7 separate regions of the Mus musculus genome follow, and regions 1, 2, 3, 4, 5 and 7 are each linked to region 6. Evidence: chromatin contacts called from public Hi-C, HiChIP or PLAC-seq and promoter capture Hi-C data. All regions are on one chromosome and are shown on one strand. Each heading gives the region's core, a stretch centred on a gene start, on an enhancer-like site or on the middle of the called end of the contact. The rest is flanking DNA. Distances are from core to core; before and after follow the strand shown. Region 1 has its middle 31 kb from the start of Ptp4a2. Region 2 holds the start of Nkain1 (Na+/K+ transporting ATPase interacting 1). Region 3 holds the start of Khdrbs1 (KH domain containing, RNA binding, signal transduction associated 1). Region 4 holds the start of Tmem234 (transmembrane protein 234). Region 5 has its middle 20 kb from the start of Khdrbs1. Region 6 holds the start of Pef1 (penta-EF hand domain containing 1). Region 7 holds the start of Tmem39b (transmembrane protein 39b).

Region 1 (3,327 bases), core at 714-3,213, 320 kb after region 6:
AAGAAAAAGAAAAAGAAAAAGAAAAAGAAAAAGAAAAAGAAAAAGAAAAAGAAAAAGAAAAAGAAAAAGAAAAAGAAAAGGAAAAAGAAAAAGGAAGCTGTGAACACAGTACTCAGTACCCACGAACCACCTAGTGAATGTCCTACTCATTATCTTTATTGCTGTAGAATCCTTCCTCACCCCAGCCCTCCCCCACTTGTGTAATTGGGCATGTAACGTTTGCTCATCGCATGCATCACTGTCTTGCCTGCCTTGGTACAGTTTAAAAAAAAAAAAATCAGTGCTGAAGATCAAACTCATGGCCTTGTGCCTCCCAGGGCTTACAAGCAATTGTACATTTCTTGAGGAAAAGGCCCCATTTTCTCTCTTTGTGTGAGGTGGGGTGGGAATGAAGCTGGAAGATGTTTTGTGCATAGCACAGACTGGAGAGCCATGGATTGTTGGTCCAGTACTCAGAATTTCAGCTTTCTGGGAAGAAGAAGAAGCTTGCCTGTGTGATTCACTCCTATATCTTCCAGGCACACAAAGAACCCTTGATAAACAAACATTGAATAAAATGGCTTCTCACAGCCCTGCCCAGTCAGTGCCTGCAAAGGCCAGTCAGACAGTTGTGAGCTACCGTGTGGGTGCTGGGAATTGAACCCGGGTCCTCTGGAAGAGCAGTCAGTGTGCTCTTAACCCACTGCCATCCTATTTTTCTTTTGAAGAAAGAAAATCTATCCCTCGGTATTGTGTGCTATGACAAAACACTATGACCAATGGTGCTTATAAAAGACAAACACTTAGTTAACTGGACTTGTGGTTTCAGAGCAGTAGAGTCCCTGACGATGGAGTAAAGGTAGCAGGAACAGCTGAGAGGTCACTGAGCCACAAGCAGGAGGCAGAGAGCACACTTGGAACATCAAAGCCCACCCCCAGCGATGCACCTCCTCCAAGACCAACCTCCTAATCCTTCCCAAGCAGTTCCACCAACTGGGGACCAGGTGTTCAAATAGATGAGCCTGTGAATTCTAATTCAAACCACCACACCCCCTCCTCAACACTGAGCCTGTCACATGACCTAAGGCTAGCCAATCAGAGACAGCTGTCTATTTGTCACAGGAACTGAAGGCTCGATCAAATACAACCAGAACTGAAACTACTGGAAAGAGCACATGACTTTTCCATTGAGGAAGCTAAGTAAAGAGACTATAAGACAGAGAAGAGTCTCACTAGGCATGAAGCACACATACAAAAAAAAGGTCTGTTCCTGACAGTGTCTTTGAGAAAGTGCAACTGGCTATGCCCAACACTAAGCCCTTGGCTTTTCTAGTAAAAACCATCAATTCAAGCTAGAGAGATGGCTCAGCATTTAAGAGCACTGACTGCTCTTCCAAAGGTCCTGAGTTCAAATCCCAGCAACCACACGGTGGCTCACAACCATCCGTAATGAGGTCAGACACCCTCTTCTGGTGTGTCTGAAGACAGCTACAGTGTACTTACATATAATAAATAAATAAATAAATAAATAAATCTTTTATTTAAAAAAATCAATTCCCTTTGTTTGTTTTTGTTTTGTTTTTAGCTTTCTTTCTCAACTTGAACCCAATTTCTGTCACTTAGAGCCAAAAGATTCCTGGGTAATATTAAGGTTCTCTAGACAGAGTCATAGTGGATGTCTACCTGCACCCTGTAACAGTCTCCCTGCGAGCCCACAATGATCCTCTACCCAGAGAGCAGATGAACAGTTACATAGGTGCCACCCAGCCCCCTTCCCCAAAAAAGCAGACAGGGTTCAAAGGTATCCAACCAGACTCTCCCTTCGGGGACTGGAGTTGAAGGTTAGAGATCTAGGTAGGCTGCAGGTTTAAGCAAAAGGGTTATGAAGTTCCAGAGTGGGAGAAGGGCATGTTCTCAGCACTGCAGAGAAGCTGGTCTGCTGAAGGACAGTAAAGAGGAACCTGCAGAGTGAGAGCCCGGGGGGGTCACGGTTTCCCAGAGTGAAAGAAACAGAAAGGGCGAGACACGCAGCTTCCACATTCCTCACGAGACTAATTACTTCTCCTCTCAGGCTCCAGGAGACTTCTTTTTGCTCATAAATCACCTCCAGACCAGTCCTCCTTAAACTTAAAATAGCCGACTGCTGTTTGTGTTTTTGTTTTGGGCGGCCAGGAGAAGACTTTAGGCTACACACAGTCACAACAAGGTTTACTGCTGAGCTCTCTCTCTGCTCATGAAACTGGGCTCAGTGATCCAGACACCCAAACATCCAATTACAAGCTTTGGACCCCGGTCCAAACACCTGGATTCACAGTGATGGATCCCTCCTCTGTAAGATGATAACAGCACCGATCAAAGACTCAGAGAGGTAAGGGTGGATGGGAGCTCCGAGGGCAGAGGAGCCATGTGGCCAGTGCAGAAAGGCGAGGCCCAAGGCTAGAACCAGTTCTCTGGTAGGGCCCAGCAATTACAAGAAAAAGAAGCCTAAAGGGACACACTTTTCCCTCTTATTACCTTTTCAACTCATTGGTATCAGGTTTTCAAAAGCGGCAAGGAACAAAGGAAAGTTCTAGAGCTCCATTCTAATGATCTCATCAGACTAGAGAAAATACACAGGCCTAAGGACAGTCACTGCATTAGTGTTGGTAGGAAGGAAAAACTGCAGGTGATTTAAATGTTCAACACTGTCCCTTGCTTTGTCTGTATCGTAAAATGTCACAGAGATAGGGAGGATGATTGGTGCAGTGGCACCCTCCTGTACATCCCACCTTAGAAAGGTAGAAGTGGGAGTTCAAGACCAGACTGTCCTTAGCTACACAATGAGATCAAGGCCAATGAGACCTTGCCTGAAAAAATAAAAATGAAACAAACAAACAAACAAAAGATATGGAGGAGAAAAAATACAGTATTTAATTTTTTAAGTATCATGCTGGGTGTGGTCTAAAGAGACAATTCAGTGGTTAAGAACAGTTGTTGCTCTTGCAAGGGACCTTGGTTCAGTTCCCAGCACCCACATGACAGCTCACAACTCTTCATAACTCTAGATTTAGGGGATCTGATGCCTTCTTCTGGCCTCTGTGGGCACCAGACACATATGTGGCATGCATACATACATACATACATGTATGAACATGGGACTCGTACTCAGTGGTTAAGAGCATTAGCTGTTCTTGCAGAAGACCCAGGTTTAATTTCTAGCACCAACATAGAAGCTCACAATTGTATATGATGCCCTCTATTGGCCTTAGCAGGGACCAGGCACACATGTGCTGCACATACATACATGCAGGCAGCAAATCACCCATACACATTTTTTTTTCTATGTAGCCCTGGCTGTCCTGGAACTCA
Region 2 (3,191 bases), core at 16-2,515, 470 kb before region 6:
TGGGTCTGTGGCATTTGGGACATTCAAGAGCCTGGCAGAGCTGGTCAGAGCCTAGCAGAACCCAGTCACTGTAAGGAGAGAGGCATCATGTGTCCAGTGCTTGGGTCGGTGAGGGCTTCTGAGCACACTGTCAGCATGGAAGAGAGAACTGACATGGGCTCACCCGAAGCCTCCAGGGGATCCAGTGGGGACCGGGCTGGCGCTTCCTTTGTGGGAAACAGGACTCTTTGGAGACTTTGATAAAAGCTGGGTCCCAGTCCCCACGTAAAGTTATGCTCTGGGTATAGAGTCTGGGACAGACTCCAGGAAGCCTAGCTAATCATGGAAACTGGCTGGACACAGCTGCCATTCCCTAACAGTGGCTGAGAAGAGTCCCCACTGTTATCCCAGTTGCTTTTTGGTGGTGTGTGCGTGTGTGCATGTGCTTGTGTGTGTGTTTAGTGTGCGATGGTTGATTCTGGGAATACCTGGGGGGCCTTTTGTTTTGTCACTGTTGAGAGTACTAGGATCAAATCCAGGGCTTTTCTATCCACTTGTCTTGCGTGTTTTAAAACGCGTTTATCTGGAATTTGGGAGGCTGAAGCAGGAGGATCTCTGAGAAGCCAAACTGGGGACCGGACTATTCCGGTCCCTGAGCTATGAAGAGTCAAGAGAACGGAAGACCGCTTCAAGCGCACTCTGGCTTTCATAAACCCAAGATATACCAGGTTCTGAAGGAAAGACAGAAAGAAGAAAATGTGGCCGGGAAACCAGGAGGGCTGGCGAGCTGGGCTGAAAACTCAAATGAAAATAAAGGGCAAAGTTGGAACTCCAGGGTAGGGTGGCTCCAACTCCCTCAGCTGGCCAAGCTAAGGGCTACTGTTGGGTTTACAGGACTGCATCCAAGAGACTTTTTTCCTACTTTGCCCCTGAGGCCCCTGGGCGGGGGTGGTCCAGAGAGGTAATGTGATCTGCCCAAGGTGACACGGCTAAGGAACAGCAGTCTGGACGCGACCCAGAGCTGCCAGCGCGCAGGACCCGCACTCTTCCACTTCGCTCCACGCCCCTCCCCTCCCCCGCCCCCTCGCTCTTCCGCCCCTCCCTCGCCTCCCTCCGGGGTGGCGGCCGAGCCACGTGGTGGGCCGGGAAGCGGCGGCTGCCGAGCGCCCGGGCGGCTGCCCCAGCTGGGCAGTGCTGCACCGCGCCGCGCTCGGTGCCTGCGGGGGCCGCTGCGCGCTGGCCGGCGCCGCGGGCGGGAGGTGTGCCGACGGCCGGCCGCAGACAAAGGAGGCGCGGCGGAGCCCGCGCGGACCGGGCGCACCATGCACTTGGGGTGCGGCCGGCCGGCCGCGGCTCTGGAGACCCGGCCCTAGTCGCCGGCCCCACCGCCCCGGGGCGCCATCGAGACGACGCGGCCCCGCGCGGCGCGAGGAGGAGCCATGGGCAAGTGCAGCGGCCGCTGCACGCTGGTCGCCTTCTGCTGCCTGCAGCTGGTGAGCCGCGCGGAGCGGGGTGGGGCGGCGGCGGTGCGTGGGCGCCACCCGGGGTGCGGGGTGGCCGGGCGGAGTCTGCCCCGCGCGGGCCGGCTTGTCCCTTTGTGTGCGCTCCTCGCCTCAGCCCCGCGCTCGCGCGCACGGTCCAACGCTCCCGGGTTGCACGCGTCGGTTCGCAATGGGTGCGTGGGCTCCCGCTGGGGGGCTGCGCCCCAGGACTGTGGCTCCCTTGGGGCTGGGGGTGTGTCCGAGGCTGGTCTGTGTACTCGGAGAGGTCCCTGCCCGAATGTTCCCCTCCAGATCGCTGATTCCGTGGGTACCTCATCCCTCTGGGCTCCGCCCCTGTGAGCGTTTCTCACAAAGTCTCTTTCTGCTCCTGTATTATGTCTCTGGAATGTTTTTAGATCTCTGGCCATTTCTGCTTCTTGTTTGGGTGGTGGGACCTGAGACTCTTTGAGAACCCTCGGCCGTCCTTTGTGCTGCTTTCCTGCCTCCCAGCACCCTCCTGACTGGGTGGCCAGGGATGGAGAACTACCTCCTTGAGGGGGGTGATCAGGAATTGATGTATCACGGGCCAGCCTAACCTGGCAGGCACCGGACTCACTCTGTGGTTCTCTTTAGTCTGACCACCGAGTCCTCCAGCGTCCCATGAGCCATCTGTTCTATCAGCAGCGGGTGAGGTGGGGTCAGGTAAAGAGTTCCCTGGTCCCATTGGATGAGGACACTTGAGTGTCTTGGGAAGAATCAGAGCATCTCGGGGCTCTGTGCTGGCCCCAGTTTGGGGGAAAATGAGGTCTTTAACTGGAGGGCAACAGAGTGAATCCGGAGGCTAAGAGTAGCTGAGGTCCTTGCCTATGTATTGGGAGGGTGATAGAGAAGAGACGGGGGTCTCCTGCCTCCCTTGGAACTGTGTTATGCTTCTACTCAAGACACTGTTGTGTAGGAACTGCTGATAGCATCGGGTCTGTGGAGGAGCCTGGGGCCTCATTCCTATGGGTCCCGTGGTCTGGATCTGCCTTCCGGCCAGCACCTGCTCCTCCCCACAGGTGCGCAGGGTGGTGGGAAGCTTTGAGTGAGATGTGCTGGTGGCCTCTGTCCTCTCACCTTTCCTTGAGTCACCGGCCCTGCGGCGCCTGCTGTTCACAGCATCGTCCTCTTGGGCCATGCTAGAACCTCCTCTCCTCCCACATTGGTGTGTTGGTGTTTTGCCCCTCAGAAGGCCACCTGGTCTGTCAGGCGTCATTCTCAAGGACGGCAGAGGGGCTTAATCACCACCAGGTAGGATGGAAACTCCAAAAGGGCAGAGACAGCTCATTTTGTTCCTGCTAAAACCCCAGCAGCTGGGCAGCCCTTGACACCTCATTAATATTTGTAAACTAAACGAAGAACTGGTTATTTGGCAGATCTGGGCTCACAGTAGAAATATTCTCCGTTTTCTATTTTTAGGACCATAAAAATGCCAAGAAATCTTCAAACTTTTTTTTTTTTAGAGAATTCCTTTTCTTTAATTAAAAAAAAAAAAGGTTTATTTTTAAAAATTTTGTACATCCGTGTCTGTGTGTGTGAGTGCAGGTGCCCACGGCATCCTGAAGAAGCCATCAGGCCCACTGGAGCTGGGGTTACAGGTGGCGTGTGCTTAGACTCTAACTCGGGCCCTCTGTAAGAGCAGAGCGTTCCTAACGGCTGAGCCATCTCCAGCCTCAAGGATGTCTTCCTGGT
Region 3 (3,071 bases), core at 278-2,777, 370 kb after region 6:
GCAACAAAACAATTCAGTCTAACAGGTGCTAGGACTGCAGTTTGTCAGAGACCTAATATAAGATGCTTCTTAGTTTGTTTTTGGGGGACAGGGTGGCCTGTCCTAGGTGGCCTGTAGCTGTGCTGTGTATGTAGGCCAGACTTGTCTCAAACATGAGGTAATTCTGTGGCTTTTCCTCCTCAGCGCTAGGATGCATAACCACCTCATCCCCTTAGTATGGCTGGACATGAAGGCCTCTATGTGCAAGTAGAGGTCAGAAAACTTGGGAGAGCTGGTTCTCTCCTATTTTGGGCCTGGGGCTAGAACTCAGGTTGATAATAGTCCCCTCCACCCCCAACGAAATAAGCTAATTCAAGAATAATTTTTTTTAAAAAGGCATATCTATTTGGAAATGGGTTCCCGGGTGAGTCCACCAGCCTCAGAGGTCGGGGGCAGAGTATGGCTGGTACTTTTTTGATAGATTGTAGGCGAAGAAAATGACAAGTCTACCACAAGCTGGGCTTGTGCCCAGGTATGGTCATCTAGGGTGGGGCTTGGGTGGCTGGTGACTAAAGATGAGGATTAGTACAGTCAGGAATTCAGGACTGGATTTTTTGGCGCCTTTTTGTGTTCTGAGGCTTTCTGAGTAGGCGGGGTTGGAAGGAGAGAGAGAGAGAAAATTTGGAATTTACCGGGGATGAGTGGGTGGGGAACAAGCCAACAAGCCGGGGACTCCAAAAACAGGTGATAAGCAGCATTACCAGTTGACCCGACCCCAAATGCATCTTTTAATAATTCTCTCACTAGTTTTGAACCTGCTCTAATGGAAATCTTGCCGACTGACTTCCTGGATGCCCTACTTGGGTATGGAGGGAGCCCTTTTCTTCCGGTCTTTGCGTCTCTGACTGACCCCTTCGACTCCTTCTGAGTTTCAGTTCTGCAACACACAGCATTCCCCATTCCTGGCTTCCCTTTCGCACACTCATCACTTATCTCTGGGTCAGCCTCCTCCCTCCCACCACGCCCGCCCGCATCCCCATCTTCCCATCCCGTTCGCTCGCGCAGTCTTTCCCTCTCTTCCGGCTTCACTTGGCTCTAACCCTCGCGTCCCCCTCTCTCCAGAAGCGTTCTTTTCATTTCCCGGTTGGAGGGGCGGCCCCCGATTCCACTCCGGGGCACCGCTCCCTCGGGGACCTCCCCAGGCTCGGCCGTTGAAGGAGGCGTGGCGCACGAATAACAGGTCTCCTGCCGCACACTCCGCGGGCCCGAGCGCAGACAAAGACATTCCACGGCGCCCGCCCCCTCCGCGCACTCCGCCCGGGGGAGGGGGAGGGGAGACACGTGTACCGCTAGCGCCGGGTCACGTGGAAAAGAAAAAGAAATGAAGGAAGGCGGCGGGCGCCCGCGCAGGCGCCCTAAGCTCGGAGCCCAAGCGGGGAGGCGACGTCTTCAGTCGGCGCAGGCGCCGTGGTCCAACTGGGGACTTTGTTCTCCGCGGAGAAACTCAAGGGCGGTGCCGGTAGGCGCCTGCGCACGCGCGCCGCCTCATTTCCGGTGCTCTCTCGCTGGGTCGCTCGGGTCGGCTTCGGTCGCTGTCGCTCCTGTTCTTCCACCCCCGCCAACCGCCGCTCGGGCCTCAGCTGCCGCCGCGTCGCTTCCTCGCTCGTTCGCTCGCCACCCATCATCCCCGATGCAGCGCCGGGACGATCCTGCCTCGCGCCTCACCCGGTCCTCGGGCCGCAGCTGCTCCAAGGACCCGTCAGGTGCCCACCCCTCGGTGCGTCTGACCCCGTCTCGGCCGTCGCCGCTTCCTCACCGGCCCCGGGGAGGGGGAGGTGGGCCCAGAGGAGGCGCTCGGGCCTCGCCCGCCACCCAGCCGCCGCCGCTGCTGCCTCCCTCCACCCCTGGTCCCGACGCGACGGTGGTGGGTTCCGCGCCGACCCCGCTGCTGCCCCCGTCAGCCACAGCCGCGGTCAAGATGGAGCCGGAGAATAAGTACCTGCCTGAACTCATGGCCGAGAAGGACTCGCTCGACCCGTCCTTCACTCACGCCATGCAGCTGCTGTCCGTAGGTAAGCGGTTCTTGGCGGGTCCTCTGGGTCTCCCGGTCCTGACTGTGGGTGGCCGCCGCTTTGTTCTTGCTCCCACCCCCTCGGAGCCCGGGCATCGAGAGTTGTCATCTCGACCTGGCCTTCGAGATTCTGCACCCACAGTCCCACCCGGGCTCAGGGTGTAAGGGAAGATTTCTGAGCCACGGACGAGGCCCGAAGAGGACTCGCGATCTCAGAGCGCGGAGAGCTTGATGGATAGTACCGTGCTCCCGCCCCCTTCTCCTCCCGTAGTAGTTGCCCCGCGCGCCAAGGGCCGGCTCTTAACAGAAATGAACCTATTTCTCCCCGCTTTCCCAAAGAGGAAACATTTGGGGGGGGGAATCGCGGGTGATGGAGACCTGGGGTGTAAGGTAGAGATAGCCGGAATGCCGGTCCCGCACAGCGCATCTACGGAGCGGGGCGGGATTTAGCGGGAACTCGGGTTTAAGTTCATTAGAGGTCGGGGCGACGAGAGAATCCGTGAGCTTGAGGTTTTCTCAAGCCAAGCTTTCCATTTCGGCCTGTCGAGTAAGAATTGCTGCAGACCCGGATGGTTTCTCTGTTTTATTTTGAAATGTGTTTCTGAAGTTATGCAAAAGTGTGTGTGTGTGTGGGGGGGGGGTTGTGATAGCCCAGGAGACCGTAGAAAGAAATGATAGAGGGAGGTAAGGGGCGGCAGGCAGGTTCTTTTGCGTGAGATGAACGAGAAATTGGTCTTTTTGTTTTAGTTTTTGCTGGAGTAGAGATAGTTTAAGAATGGTAGTCTTTGTTCTCTGATTGTAGACTATGGAGCTCTCTTCTCCGGACTTGAGCGACTTAGATATTTTTCCTTATTCAAACCGCCGCCTGTTGTTAGACATGGTTTTAGTATTTTTTATGATATCGAATTTTTTTTTTTTTTTGATTTTGGTTTTTCGATACAGGGTTTCTGTATAGCCCTGGCTGTCTTGGAACTCACTTTGTAGACCAGGCTGGCCTCGAACTCAGAAATTCGCCTGCCTC
Region 4 (3,097 bases), core at 74-2,573, 510 kb after region 6:
TATGCAGGATATCTGGTGTCAGACCCCTTGCCAGTTGTTACCCAGTTCGAGAGTCCCTGTTCTGGCTTGCACCTTCCCACGGGGGTTGGCATGGTTACAAATGCTCAGGGACCGCTCATGTGTTTGAAGACCCCTTAGAGCAAACAGAGAAACGCATTCAATGTACTCTATTGCCTTAAATGCCCTCTCCCTCGTCATGGCCAGTTCCCATCGTCCCTGCTGGTATAAGGCCTTGAGTGACAGTGTTACCCCTTCTAAGTAGCCCACTCCATGTCCTCCAGCTTCATCTCTCTGTACAGAATTCACACAGTACTATAAATATAGTACCTCTCTCCTTCCCCCTAACCCTCAGAGTAGGGCATATCTAGCTAGCTTACATAGGCAGCCATGGGCAGTTCTCGATAGCTTTCCTTATGTTCTACCCCAGGGCAAGTTGAGCCGAAAGAAAGCTCAACTTGGTGATGATGACCTTAAGAGTAGTCCTGGAGCCTGGCAGTGGTGGCGCCTTTAATCCCAGCACTCAGGAGTCAGATGCAGGCTGATCTCTGAATTCGAGGCTAGTGAGTTCAGGGTAGCCAGGGATACACAGAGAAACCCTGTCTCCAAAAACAAACAATAAGCAAAAATAGTCATTGATTGAACATGTACCCTGTACTAGGCCCAATGCTAAGTGTTTTATGTGTCTTACTTGAGTTCTTATATCAGCCCTATACAAGGGTTATCATTAAATTTTCCATTTTTTTGACGAAACAGACTCACAGAGGATAAATGACTCTTCCAGGAACTTCTAGTGAGTAAGAGATGGGCTGGGAATACGGCCGACCTATGGTGAAATTTTCAGGGGCTCGTCCGTGAGAGCTAGACGCACCTCAGTATTCCCGAAGAGAGCCTTTATCTCCTGCAACAGCTGCCAGGCCCACGTCCGCTCACGCACTTGCTCCAGGCCGGAGGAGGCTCGCTTCAGCAGCGGCTGCGTGCCACCCCACAGTGCGGCCACCAGCACCAGAGCAAGCACCTGCCCTGAAAGCAAAGGGTCAGAAAGTCACCCGGGTCCTCCTCCGGCCTCCTGCACCCTGCTGCCCGGCTCCATCTCCCTCCCTCCCTCTTCCCGCCGGGCTGTGATCGGTCGGGAGGACCCGCCCAGAGGGCGGCCGAAGTGAGACCAGGGTGCGTGGCTCAGCATTCCTGAGGCTCGGGGATGCCAGGAGACTGAGAACAGAGCTCCCGAGCCAGAGTCGGAGCCCGCGGAGGTGGGGGGCCCGGCTACCCACCCCAGGACGCCGCCATGAAAACGCCAGGCCCTTCTACTTCCGGGAGCGAGAGGGCGGAGCCCCCGCATCCGGAAGTCGTCCCTAGTCTTTTTCCGGTCCCACTCACATTGCCTCTCTCCTCGCGTCACCGCCAGGATGGTGAGTTCCAGGCGCGGCGTGCTGCCGTCGGGGGGCCTCAGTAGGCATGGGACGGGGTTCCCGGCACTGACACCCCGGTTCTGTCCCCACAGAAACCCATCCTGCTGCAGGGCCATGAGCGGTCCATCACGCAGATCAAGTATAACCGCGAAGGAGACCTTCTCTTCACCGTGGCCAAAGACCCTGTGAGCGACTGCGTGAGGGCGGGCGGCCGGGGGTCCGGGGCGGGGGGCCCGGAGGGGGCGAGTTCGCGCCGCCCGGACTGCGGGTGGACAAGGTTTACTGCCTGCGGGAGGGAAATTTTTCTGATAAGTAGGGAAAACCAACCCCATACCGCGGTAGGTTGGCGACAGCATTCCGCCAGGGAAATCTGGAAGGGAAGGGTACCTAGCCAGGGAGAAGAGAATCAGGAGACTGGAAGGGAGCCCAGGGACAGGACAGGACAGAATCAAGTGGTCTGTTCAATCCCACTTTGTTTCCTTTGGGGATTGTCTTTTGAGGCATTTGCATTGGAGGCAATAAACTGATAGTTAACAGTGGAGAGTTAAGTCGGAGCTTGAGATCTGAGCCCTAACTCCTGCTCCTACTAAGCAGTGTGACTTTGAACATGACATTTACCTTTTCTATAAACCACAGTTTTCCCTTTTAATAAAACATGGAGACTTTAATTAGCTCCCTCAGCAGAGTGAGGTCATTTCTGTAAATCGTTTTGCACTGTACCCGATGCATGTAAGTCACTTATTTTAAGTTTCATAGACATGGTTTCATTGGAGCTTCACAGCTGCCCTTTGAAGAAAGCTGTTGACAAGAGTGGGGTATCTGTCCATGGTGGCCAGCACACCTCTCCATCCTCCTGCCTCAGCCTCCTGGTCTTGGGAATACAAGTGTGTGCTACCACACACAGCCCCTCCCAGTCATTTTTTTTTTTTAATGTATGTGTGTGTAATGATTTTGTTTATTTTATGTGTATGGGTGCTTTGCTGCATTGTATGTCTACATAGCATGTGAGTGCCTGGTGCCTGTGAAGGCCAGAAGAGGATATCAAATCTCCTGGAACTGCAGATACAGATTGTTGTAAGCCATCATGTGGGTGTTGGGAATCAAACCCAAGTCATCTGGAGGAGCAGCCAGTGCTCTTTAAGCTCTGAGCCTTCTCTTCAGCTCTCCTAGCCATTTAAAGGAAGGGAGCTCTGTATTTAAGATCACACAGTGAGCTAGTGACAAAGCAGTGGAGCCCATACATCCTTACTGTCATCCGGAGTCAATTGAACAGGACCCGAAAGGTTTTTTTTCACACTGCAACTCAGGTTGGCCTTTACCTCTTCTGACTCCAGACAAAAGCACATGAGGATGCTATTGGAGGCCTGGCTCTTCTACAGCTTATGTTAGGAAAGGAGGAGAACCCAGGAGCTGGGCGGTCCTATCAGCTCTTCACTGGTAAATGAGCAGAAGGCAAACCTGGCTTGGCTAGAGCCTGCAGAGGGTTTGTAGTGCAAGCTAAGCTATTGATTATTTTGGGATGTGACCATCCTATCATTTTACTCTTTCCAGATCGTCAACGTGTGGTACTCTGTCAATGGGGAGAGGCTAGGCACCTACATGGGCCACACTGGAGCTGTGTGGTGCGTGGATGCTGACTGTATCCTTTTGGCCATGGGTTAGCCAGCCTTGGAGATACTGGCTTTGGC
Region 5 (3,413 bases), core at 560-3,059, 350 kb after region 6:
AGAATGGAGGCTTAATTGCTCGATTTGAGCTTTAGCACAGTAATTCAATAGTTTCAGAATTAATCTGTTCATTAAGATTGACTTGAGGTTTTATGAATTGTATTATTTAATAGGATATTGAAAATGTTCTAGGGCTGGAGAGATGGTACTGACTGCTCTTCCAGAGGTCCTGAGTTCAAATCCCAGCAACAACATGGTAGCTTACAGCCATCCCTAATTAGATCTGATGCTCTTTTCTGGGGTGTCTGAAGACAGCTACAGTGTAATTACATATAATAAATAAATAAATCTAAAGGAAGGAAGGAAGGAAGGAAGGAAGGAAGGAAGGAAGGAAGGAAAGAAAGAAAGAAAGAAAGAAAGAAAGAAAGAAAGAAAGAAAGAAAGAAAGAAAGAAAGAAAGAAAGAAAGAAAGGCAGGCCGGCCAAGCAGTGGTGGTGCACGCCTTTAATCCCAGCACTTGGGAGGCAGAGGCAGGTGGATTTCTGAGTTCGAGGCCAGCCTGGTCTACAAAGTGAGTTCCAGGACAGCCAGGGCTGCACAGAGAAACCCTGTCTTGAAAAACCAAAAAAAAAAAAAAAAAAAAAAAAAAGAAACCATGTCTCAAAAACAAACAAACAATAAAAAATTTTAAAAAGAGGGCTGGAGAGATGGCTCAGTGGTTAAGAGCACTGACTGCTCTCCCAGAGGACCTGAGTTCAATTCCCAGCAACCACATGGTGGCTCACAGCCATCTGTAATCGGATCTGATGCCCTCTTCTGGTGTGTCTGAAGACAGCTACAGTGTACTCATATAAATAAAATAAATAAATCTTTTAAAAAAAATTTTTTAAAAAGAAAGAAAATGTTCTACAAAGAAATGATATAAGTGAATTATATGCATACAGAGCCTGAAAAGACCAGAAGGGGGAGCCAGAGCCCCTTGGAGTTACAGATGATTAGGAACTGTCCTATGGGTGCTGGGAATAGAACCTGAGTCCTCCAAAAGAGCAGTGAGTGCTCTTTACCACTGAACCATCTTTCTTTTATTTCCTTCCTTCCTTCCTTCCTTCCTTCCTTCCTTCCTTCCTTCCTTCCTTCCTTCCTTCCTTCCTTCCTTCCTTCCTTCCTTCCTTCCTTTCTCTCTCTCTCTCTCTCTCTCTCTCTCTCTTTCTTTCTTTTCTTTTGGTTTTAAGAGACAGGGTTTCTCTGTATAGCCCTGGCTGTCCTGGAACTCACTCTGTAGACCAGGCTGGCCTCGAACTCAGAAATCCACCTGCCTCTGCCTCCCGAGTGCTGGGATTAAAGGCATGCGCCACCATTGCCCGGCCAACCTTGAACTTCAGATCCCTCTGTTTGTTTCTGCCCCTGGAATTACAGGCCTTTGCCACCATGCTTAGCTTTTATATTTTCTTTAGGTTTTCTCTTCTTTTTTTTCCCCCCCAACCCCCTTAAACAAAGGTTTGATAAACTTTAAGGAAGGAATCTTTTGGGGTTTTTTGTTTTGTTTTGTTTTTTTGTTTTTTGTTTTTTTGTTTTGGTTTGGTTTGGTTTTTCAAGACAAGGTTTCTCTGTGTAGCCCGTGGCTGTCCTAGAACTCTCACTGTAGACCAGGCTAGACTAGAAAGAACTCAGACATTCACCAGCTTTGGCTCCTGAGTGCTGGAATTAAAAGCATGGGCTAGCTCTTCCAATCTCTTTGGCCTCGCCGGTAGAAGCAAGATGACAAAGGGAATGTTATCCTTTGGTAAGCGTCACAACAAGACACACACACTGTGCCTGCGGCTCCAAGGCCTACCACCTTCAGAAGTCGACTTGTGGCAAATGTGGTTACCCTGCCAAGCGCAAGAGGAAGTATAACTGGAGTGGCAAGGCTAAGAGACGAAACACTACCGGGCCTGGTCGGATGAGGCACCTAAAGATTGTCTACCGCAGATTCAGACATGGACTCCGTGAGGGGACAACACCGAAAGCCAAGAGGGCAGCTCTTGCAGCATCCAGTTCATCTTAAGGATTTCAATCAGTCATAAAATAAATGTTCTGCTTTCAAAAAAAATAAAAAATAAAAGCATGGGCTACCATGTCCAGCAAAGAAAAGAGTTTTAATTGCTTGATTTGAGCTTTAGCATAGTAATTCAATAGTTTCAGAATTAATCAGCTCATTAAGGTTGACTTGAACTTTTATGAATTACAAGTATATTTCATAGGATATTGAAAATGTTGTATAAAGAAATCACAGGATTCAAAAAAAGCATACCAAGTTTTACAGTATGAGCTATAATCTATGTAATAAATCTAGCTGTAATCTATGTAATAATCTATGTAATAAATCTATATAATTTTAGGGGGTTATAGCTCAGTCTTGGGTTTTAAATCATCAAATTGGTCACATAAATGTTAAAGTATTATCCTCAAGTCAGAAAGTAGATAAAGGATAAGACAGAGAAAAACAAAGTGATTTTCACAGTTACCACATCACAATATTCAAATATTCATTGTAAAAAATCCACAAAAGCCAGCCAGCTGTGGTGGTATGTACCTTTAAACCCAGCACAAGAGAGGCAGAGATAGGCAGATCTTTTATGAGTCCCAGGCTAGCCTGGTCTACATAGTTAGTTACACAGTGAGATCCTGCTCAAAACCAACCATGTAGTGTCTCAGAAATGAGTACCAGACTCTAGTTAAGCTTGTTGTAAAACCTGTGTGACTCCACAGAGCACCTCAGGGAAATCCTGCCTAGAGTGAGTGTAGACTGTAGTGTAGATGACAGTTCTGCTGGTTCAAATTCACTCTGGCTGGTACTCAAAGGATGCTGGGGGCTGCTGGTACCCACAGCATGGTCAAAGCCACCATACTCAGTTTCAGTGGCTTCCTGTGGTACTGGAAAAGGGCATGGTAAATCTGGACCGGGTCTTCTGAGTTTGACAGTGTCCCTCCTCCACAGCTGTGTGCCCATATGCAAGCACCTGGTCAGGACAGGTGTCAAGACCAAAGCCCTGCCTTATCTGCTGTATACCAGGAAGTGAACTGACTTTGTACATGGCTGACTGGCTGTCCTGGCCTCAAGAAAAGGAAACGCCATGATGATCAATCAGGCTCGTTGAGAGGCTGGTGATCTATGGGAGGCTTCAGCCTCTTCCTCCCTTGGCTTGTGCATCATCTAGTTGTCCAGTCAGATAGTAGAACAGGATCAACACCTTGTGCGGGGTCCAGGGATGGGTACCTCAGAATCACAAGTGTTCTAAGGAGCTTGTCTTGGGGGAAATGTCCACTTGTAAAGGTAGTAAGCCACTAACCTGAGCCACACAAGCCGCGCTGATCTGATAGCCTGTGACTCTGGAGGTCAGGGTGAATGCAAGGAATCAGCTTAGTGGGGTAGAATCGACTAACCAGTCCCATCATTTTATAAACCAGTTCTTTTTGAAAGTCCCTTTACA
Region 6 (3,148 bases), core at 595-3,094:
TGTACTATGGGAATGCTTTCCCAACCTGAGCTCCCGTGGAACACCAGCTTGTCACAAAACAATGAGCAGACGTAATTCAAAACAGATGGGGTAGGGTGGTCCCTGGTTAAGAAAGTTTTTAGGACTATGACGCATTCTATGACTTTCTGGGAGATTTGCAGTGAGCATTACCACGCTGTATTAACAGAGCAGTTCCCAAGCTTGCTTAACCACAGGATCCTCTATCAAGAGCACCCATTAACATCTCACAAAACCCAGCAAGTGGGGCGGAGTCTGGGAAGCCAGGCTGTGGTAGTTCTTCCTACTTGGAGCCCACACTGGCCTCTACTCACTTCTGCCAAGTATGCAATAAGTGGAATTCAAAGCTCTAACCCTGGCCTCACCCTCACCAGCTATGTGAGACCTCTAAGCCTCTCTGGGTTTGCTCCTCAGCTATAAGTCAAAATAATAAGCCCTGCATGCTTACAGGGTCTTCATATGGGCACAATGGGGGCCCAACTGCTGTGTGGGAGCCAGCAAGATGACTCAGTGGGTAAAGGGGCTTGCTGAAAGGCCCAAGAAGGTTGATCCCCAAGACCCACATGATAGAGAAAAAAATAATTCCTGTGCATGTGCACATGTGTAGCCGCCCTCTCCCCACCCCCAACACACACACAAAGTAAATGTAAGAAATGCTATATAAACCACATAGGCCTTTAAATATCTTTTAGTCTGTGACTATGGCCAATCAAAGCTTGGTAATAACCCATTTGACTTTGCATTCCACTTTCCATACATGAGACTAATCTCTTAAACTACTCTGTGATCAGGACGATTATTTTGTCCAAATTATTTCGAAGTGAGGGGCCTGCTTTGAAAACTCCTACAAAGTGATGTTACACTTTACCGTATAGCATAGCATATGCCTACAGGAATCACATCGTTCTTCCTAATAACTCTGTGAGGGGTGGACTCTTACTACTTGGTCCATTTTATGAGAGGAAACTGGATCAGGAAAAAAAAAAAAAAAAAAAAAAGACTTAAAACTAATGCGGCAAAGATCTGGCTCCACTTTTAACTCAAAACTGCATTTGGCACCTCTATGTCACCTAATTCTGGCCACAAAATAAATCACACTGAAATGATGTTCCCGGCTGGTTCAAGGCAGGCTAGAAAGGAAGGAAGAAGCAGTTGCAGACAACCCAAGTTCTGACCTTGGCTCTGCTGCCTAACTACTTGGTAACTTAGATAAACTCCATATCTTCTCTGGGTTTCACTTTTCCTACGTGTGAAAGGACGCTGGACAACCGTGAGGGGTGTAATCTCACTTCTGGTACCTCCTACCACTGATTGTCCCGAGATTATTCGGTCGCAGGACGGTGCTGAGAGAGTCGGGCAACTTGTTTTTATCAAGTTACGCCCAGAAAGACTCCAAGGGAAAAAGAGCTCTAAACGCCTCGAGAGCACAGAGGACTCCGCCCCACGGAGACCTGAGTTAAGCACCCTGGTCCGGTTCAGCCCGGATCAATTCACAGCAAAACCCCCAAAGCCAGTTTTGCGCAATATAAACAACCCCTCGAGTGGTCCTATGTGACGTAAAACGAGCGCGACGGACTGGCCCTCCTGTTTCTCGCTCACACAGAGTCTTGTTGAAGTAAACCTCTGCGTGAAAAGGCTGCGGATCAAGTGGGGAGAAAGAGCCGAGGATGGAGAGTGGTACCGGATCTATAGACAAGCCCAAATATTGACGCAGGGGCCACTACAACTCACCTGTCCGTTTGGATAGCTGGCCATGGCGGTTATGACGTCACACAACTGTGGTAGGCGGAGTTTCCTGCTCCCAATGCCGCTCCTGGTTGGATTTTGGGGCGGGTCCGATTGTGATTGGACGGACAGGCTGTCAATCTTCCGGTCAACAAACGGAAGTCACAGGCGGTGAGCTGGTACCTTACAGAGGGCTGGGTAGGAGTGTCCGGAAGTGTTGTTGACCGTAGTGGCTCGTTTGTTTTTATTTTTCGTGACCTGCAGCGGACCTCGGGCCTGGCCAGCTGTAGTTATCTAATGGGGAGACTTGGTCAGTTGTTTCTGTGGTGGCCATATTATAACCTGGCAAGGCCATATTATAACCTGACGCATATTAGTTACGTCACTGTCGTGATCACTTTACTTCTAACGCCCAGGCGGTTGCCATGGCTACTGAGAACTTAAGCCTTTCCTGGAATGCAGGTGCCATTTAGAACGTGGGTACTAAACAGACCCGTGGACAGTGGAGAAAGGTCAGACCGCCAGAAGAGAAGGAAAATTAAGATGTCACGGTGCTCCTATCTTTATGTATGGGGAAACTGAGGCTCAGAAAGGCAATGACTTAGTTACCTAAACTCACAGTGAGTTCCTCAGCAAAGTACGGCCTAGAACTAGTGTCAGTAGATGACTAGGTCTCAACAAGGAGGTTTTATTCCCTCTGTAGGTCAAATCACAGTTCCTAAGTTACCAACTTTCCTGTACTTGGCTCTTGGGGTTTAGGTTCTAAACTTGGTTGCATGTTTATTTGATTAGTTACATTCCCACGTGGCCGGGCCTGGTGGCACATGCCTTTAGTCTCAGCAGGCAGAAGCAAGCATACATACATAGACAGTTCCAGTCTAGCCATGGCTGCATAATGAGGCTCTGTCTCAAACAACAACAGCAGCAGCAGCAACAACAAAAACTCTCATGTGGACAAGAATTGTGTTTGATTTGCTTATAATTGTATCCCCAGTATCTACAGTGCCAACACTATACTTTTTAAATAAAAAGTCCTGAGCTTTCAATCTAGCCAGGCACTTTCCACAGTCCCACTGCTGATCGTGGTACTGGCCATAGGACAGTCTGCAAAGCACGGTCCTCATCCTTACCTGCAGAGGAAGACAAGTCTGGTGATCCAGTTCCTTCGTGATCTGGCCCAGCCTTACCCACCAGCGCCCCGCTGGCTTATTTCTTTGCTCAGCTTCCCCCTCAGCACTGGCGTTAGTGAGCAGATCCTGTTGTTCGTTTTCTTTTTTAAACAGTTTCTAGCTGTGTGATCTTGAAGAAGTCATTTAACCTCTCTGAGTCACAGTTTTCTGGAATACAACTTAGGAAAATGCTAACTTAAAAATGAACTAGTCACAGCCTCTCACACTCAGGGTTA
Region 7 (3,254 bases), core at 455-2,954, 410 kb after region 6:
CCTTATAATTTAAAATCTGTAAAATCTATAAATATCTTCTAATTTGTTTGATTAATATGTGTCAAGCATTATGATAACCTGTGAAGTCACCAGACAATTAAAATTGCTTGTGAGGAGCCGGTGTCATGGTCGTGGTGCTCGCATTTAATCCTAGCACTTGGGAGTTAGAGGCTGGTGGGTCTCTCCTTTCGAGGCCAGCCTAGTTTACAAAGTGAGTTTCAGGACAGCCAGGGCTACACAGTGAAAACTTGTCAAACAAAACAACAGCAGGGCTGGCTTGATGGCTCAGTGGGTAAGAGCACTTACTGCTCTTCTGAAGGTCTTGAGTTCAAATCCTAGCAACCACATGTGGCTCACAACCACCTGTAATGAGATCTGACGCCCTCTCCTGGTGTGTCTGAAGTCAGCTACAGTGTACTTATATATAATAATAAATCTTTGGGCCCCAGTGAGGGGGGTTGACTGGTGCGAGCACAGGTCCTAAAAATTCAATTCCCAACAACCACTTGAAGGCTCACAACCATCTTTACAGCTACAGTGTACTCACATAAAATTAAAAAAAAACTTAACAATAATATAAAGATTGCTTATGAGGCTGAGAATATAACTGAATGATAGAACACTTGCCTAGCCTGTATGAGGCCCTAATTTTAATCTCCTACCCTCACCCCCATAGACTGCTTATTAGTCTTGCAAGGGAAGAAATTACACTAACAATAACAGTAGCTACTTGCTTCCTCTGTTAAGTGTTTGCCAAACATGATGGCTAACACTGATTAAAACAGGTACTACATGGATTGTCTCATTTAATCTTCCATGCCTACAAGATAATTTGTGCTTGCATTAGGTTTGATTTCCATCCCTGAATAAATCTGTCATAGTGAGAGTAATAATTCCGACACTATGAAGCAGGATCAGAAATTCAAGGACATCCTCTAATCCATAGCAAATTCAAGGACAGCCCAGGCTACCAGAGGCTCTGTCTTAAAAACCAAAATCAAAGGGCTGGCGAGATATCTCAGCAAGTAAAGGTTCTTGTAGCCAAGCCCGATAGCCTACGTGTTAGGCTACATGGTAGAAGAACCAGTACTACTACCAGTTGTCTTCCCAAGTCCACTGCTCTGCGCATCCCTCCCTCTCTCCGGCACACCAAATTCTAAAATGTTAAGAACCCTAATAGGCGGTTATTATTAATACCCATTAACACTATTTCGAAATTTGAAAATGGCAGGCACAGGTTCTTAGCTAAGGTGGTGGCAGTGAAATCAACAGTGGAGAACATGAGAATCAAACATGAGAAATGGATAGAGTTTAGGGTCATCAAGATGAGGCCAAAAATTGGATATAGAGTTTTGGAGGAAAGGGGAAGTGACTCGTAGATTTTGACTGGGGTGGGCCAAAGCACACTAAAGCCTAAGAGTTCTGAAAGCCCAGTTTGGGACTCGCTGAGTATGAGGTGACTGTGTTGTACAAAAACAGGACTTCACTAGAGGCAAAAGGCCGCTCTGGTGTCCTCCTCTAAGTCAGAACAGGGTGAAGAAACACGGGAGGTGGGTTCGCCCGCTCCAGAATCTCTTGAGCAGCAGCTGCGGGAAAGGCGTGGGGAAAGGCAAGACAAAGAGCGTTAGCACAGCTTTTGTCCAAACGGCCCCTTTAAGAAGCGCGCTCCCGACTCCCAGCCCGCCTAGCATGCAAATTGAGCAGCCGGAGGGAGCGTGCGGCTGATACCCGGCCCGGGCTGCGGCGGTTAGTCCTCTCTCGGCCGCCGTCGCCTCCGACATATTGCCCGCAGGAGCTGCGGCGGTGAGCGGAGAGCGCCGGGGGAAGGAGATGGGTGAGCAGAGCTGGCTGGGCTCGTTCGGGGGTCGCGGGATAGCGGGGAGCCTGGCTGCGAACTGCCTCCCCACGCGGACCGGAGTCGCGGGCAGGGGGAGGGGGAGGGGAAGGGACGCGGCGCAGGCGGGACCCCGCCCCTCCGGTCCTGAGGGGGCGGGTCACCGCTTGGTAGGCGGAGCTTCCAAAAGGGAGAGGGGCTCGGAGGGGCTCAGGCTTTCTTTGGGGCACACAATTCTCCTGTCTGCAGATGGGGGCCGGGCACTCTGGTGGGAGGGGCTGAGAGCTTAGGGTTCGCCTTTTGTGATTGCCGGTGGGGGAGAGAATTTTCTGGACTATAGGGGTTTACACTGAGAGCGGTGGGGCCGCAGGGACACCTAGCCCACCAAGGGAGTCCATTCCGATTCAAGCTTCCAGTCCTAGAGAGCATTGCCCGGCTTGTGGGCGGGGTCTTGGGGTTGACAGTTGTGTGTGGGCGGGGTTTCTGGGCTAGGGGCTTTATGTGGGTGCCGAGCTTCTAAAAGATAGTGGGTGTGGGCAGAGTTCCTGGGCTGAGGGTGTGTGTTGGGGGGGGGGGTTCTAAACCAAACCAAATATAACAGCGTGTGAACAAAGCTTCCGGTTTGGGGCTTGAAGTCAGCTTTCTGGACATGCATATTGTGAAGAGCTGTCAGAAAACCTTCAGAGATAGGAAAGCTTGGGCACCGTGTGTATGAATGGAGGCTACTGTGTTGCTGTGAGGAAGTTGAGGAAGTTATAACTTCGATTAAGGGTTTGGGAGCTAAGTGCAGGATGCTGCCTAGGATCTTAGGCTAGACTACTAAGCTTAGGGAATATAGTTTTGTAAAATCTTAAGTTTGAGATTCCCAACCACAGCGCTCTTTCTAAGGCCATTCTGACGTTAAGGCCAGGCCGTGGGTCATTGAGTTAGATCTCAGGGCCCTGGAGGGAAAACTTGTCTCAAACCTGACCAGATTGTAGCGTCTGGAGACTCAGATCCAGATAAAATCCAGCAAATACCAGCGCTGAGCAGCTCAGGACTCAGGCTCTGAAAATCTTACCAAACTGGTCCAGTGAACCGGATTAAGGGAACTGGCAGTAAAAATAACAGTCTGGTAGCACATGCCTGTCATCCTGTCATCCTAGCATTTGGGAGACTGAGGCAGGTGGGTTGTGAGTTTGAGGCTATTCTGTGCTACTTAGTCGCTTAAAATGTGAATTCACGCCTGGCGTGGTGGCGCACTTCTTTAATCCCAGCACTCAGGAGGCAGAGGCAGGCAGATTTCTGAGTTCGAGGCCAGCCTGGTCTACAGAGTGAGTTCCAGGACAGCCAGGGTTACACAGAGAATCCCTATCTTAAAACAAAACAAAACAAAACAAAACAAAACAAAAGATAATCTCAGAGAGTGAATTGTGGGAAA

What was found. Hi-C and Micro-C count contacts between places; a contact is called where the count stands out from the background. HiChIP or PLAC-seq counts read pairs in DNA pulled down with a chosen protein or histone mark. Capture Hi-C pulls out chosen DNA fragments and counts their contacts.
Region 1: a Hi-C map of bone marrow-derived macrophages shows a contact between it and region 6, with 28 read pairs. The contact joins the enhancer-like site here to the promoter of Pef1 in region 6. A contact is called at or near these places in 9 of 39 promoter capture datasets (the 3T3-L1 cell line, the C10 cell line, cranial neural crest and 5 more), 1 of 15 datasets of contacts at CTCF or cohesin (large pre-B cells), 39 of 484 Hi-C or Micro-C datasets (B cells, the C2C12 cell line, CD4 T cells and 28 more), 28 of 115 datasets of contacts at active chromatin or transcription factors (the HPC-7 cell line, the NIH/3T3 cell line, astrocytes and 21 more) and 3 of 9 other capture datasets (adipose tissue, liver and pancreatic islet).
Region 2: a contact with region 6 is called in an H3K27ac HiChIP or PLAC-seq map of embryonic stem cells, with 2.7 times the contacts expected there. The contact joins the promoter of Nkain1 here to the promoter of Pef1 in region 6. A contact is called at or near these places in 1 of 39 promoter capture datasets (liver), 7 of 115 datasets of contacts at active chromatin or transcription factors (embryonic stem cells, epiblast stem cells, pancreatic cancer cells and 1 more) and 1 of 9 other capture datasets (pancreatic islet).
Region 3: a contact with region 6 is called in a promoter capture Hi-C map of adipose tissue, with 4 times the contacts expected there. The contact joins the promoter of Khdrbs1 here to the promoter of Pef1 in region 6. A contact is called at or near these places in 14 of 39 promoter capture datasets (the 3T3-L1 cell line, the C10 cell line, cranial neural crest and 8 more), 2 of 484 Hi-C or Micro-C datasets (embryonic stem cells and erythroblasts), 26 of 115 datasets of contacts at active chromatin or transcription factors (CD4 single positive thymocytes, the SCID.adh cell line, T-cell acute lymphoblastic leukemia and 17 more) and 3 of 9 other capture datasets (adipose tissue, liver and macrophages).
Region 4: a contact with region 6 is called in a promoter capture Hi-C map of liver. The contact joins the promoter of Tmem234 here to the promoter of Pef1 in region 6. A contact is called at or near these places in 1 of 39 promoter capture datasets (pre-B cells), 1 of 484 Hi-C or Micro-C datasets (pro-B cells), 3 of 115 datasets of contacts at active chromatin or transcription factors (bone marrow-derived macrophages, embryonic stem cells and pancreatic cancer cells) and 1 of 9 other capture datasets (liver).
Region 5: a contact with region 6 is called in an H3K27ac HiChIP or PLAC-seq map of microglia, with 4 times the contacts expected there. The contact joins the enhancer-like site here to the promoter of Pef1 in region 6. A contact is called at or near these places in 9 of 39 promoter capture datasets (the 3T3-L1 cell line, the C10 cell line, cranial neural crest and 6 more), 7 of 484 Hi-C or Micro-C datasets (the C2C12 cell line, CD4 T cells, the G1E-ER4 cell line and 3 more), 10 of 115 datasets of contacts at active chromatin or transcription factors (astrocytes, craniofacial prominence, double positive thymocytes and 5 more) and 3 of 9 other capture datasets (adipose tissue, liver and pancreatic islet).
Region 7: a contact with region 6 is called in a Hi-C map of pre-B cells, with 2.7 times the contacts expected there. The contact joins the promoter of Tmem39b here to the promoter of Pef1 in region 6. A contact is called at or near these places in 23 of 39 promoter capture datasets (the 3T3-L1 cell line, 3T3-L1-derived adipocytes, the C10 cell line and 16 more), 1 of 15 datasets of contacts at CTCF or cohesin (large pre-B cells), 22 of 484 Hi-C or Micro-C datasets (B cells, CD4 T cells, the G1E-ER4 cell line and 16 more), 16 of 115 datasets of contacts at active chromatin or transcription factors (SST interneurons, T-cell acute lymphoblastic leukemia, bone marrow-derived macrophages and 11 more) and 3 of 9 other capture datasets (adipose tissue, embryonic stem cells and liver).

What each region holds. Positions count from the first base shown.
Region 1 is chr4:129,787,562-129,790,888 of GRCm38.p6, reverse strand. No RefSeq gene overlaps it. Among named protein-coding and RNA genes, the nearest start is that of Ptp4a2, 31 kb to the left of the region's middle. Within about 2 kb of position 1,963, at least 72 of the 459 cell types and tissues checked have an H3K27ac peak or open chromatin away from gene starts, as enhancers often do. A contact at or near this core is called in B cells, the G1E-ER4 cell line, the HPC-7 cell line and 8 more, where this site is marked.
Region 2 is chr4:130,572,110-130,575,300 of GRCm38.p6, reverse strand. It overlaps Nkain1 (Na+/K+ transporting ATPase interacting 1), which reads left to right and starts at 1,265. Exons shown (of 7, transcript NM_025998.4): 1 at 1,265-1,472. The coding sequence starts at 1,419.
Region 3 is chr4:129,740,759-129,743,829 of GRCm38.p6, reverse strand. Khdrbs1 (KH domain containing, RNA binding, signal transduction associated 1) reads left to right here and starts at 1,527. Exons shown (of 9, transcript NM_011317.4): 1 at 1,527-2,051. The coding sequence starts at 1,670.
Region 4 is chr4:129,598,906-129,602,002 of GRCm38.p6, reverse strand. Tmem234 (transmembrane protein 234) reads right to left here and starts at 1,323. Exons shown (of 5, transcript NM_029748.3): 1 at 1,272-1,323; 2 at 869-1,020. The coding sequence starts at 1,287. Eif3i (eukaryotic translation initiation factor 3, subunit I) reads left to right here and starts at 1,355. Exons shown (of 11, transcript NM_018799.2): 1 at 1,355-1,409; 2 at 1,502-1,594; 3 at 2,961-3,048. The coding sequence starts at 1,407.
Region 5 is chr4:129,760,202-129,763,614 of GRCm38.p6, reverse strand. It overlaps the pseudogene Gm12967. Among named protein-coding and RNA genes, the nearest start is that of Khdrbs1, 20 kb to the right of the region's middle. Within about 2 kb of position 1,809, at least 68 of the 459 cell types and tissues checked have an H3K27ac peak or open chromatin away from gene starts, as enhancers often do. A contact at or near this core is called in double positive thymocytes, effector CD8 T cells and microglia, where this site is marked.
Region 6 is chr4:130,106,252-130,109,399 of GRCm38.p6, reverse strand. It overlaps Pef1 (penta-EF hand domain containing 1), which reads right to left and starts at 1,844. Exons shown (of 5, transcript NM_026441.4): 1 at 1,750-1,844. The coding sequence starts at 1,773. It overlaps Gm40258 (a long non-coding RNA gene), which reads left to right and starts at 1,282. Exons shown (of 2, transcript XR_868200.3): 1 at 1,282-1,799.
Region 7 is chr4:129,695,295-129,698,548 of GRCm38.p6, reverse strand. Tmem39b (transmembrane protein 39b) reads left to right here and starts at 1,704. Exons shown (of 9, transcript NM_199305.2): 1 at 1,704-1,834. The coding sequence starts at 1,831.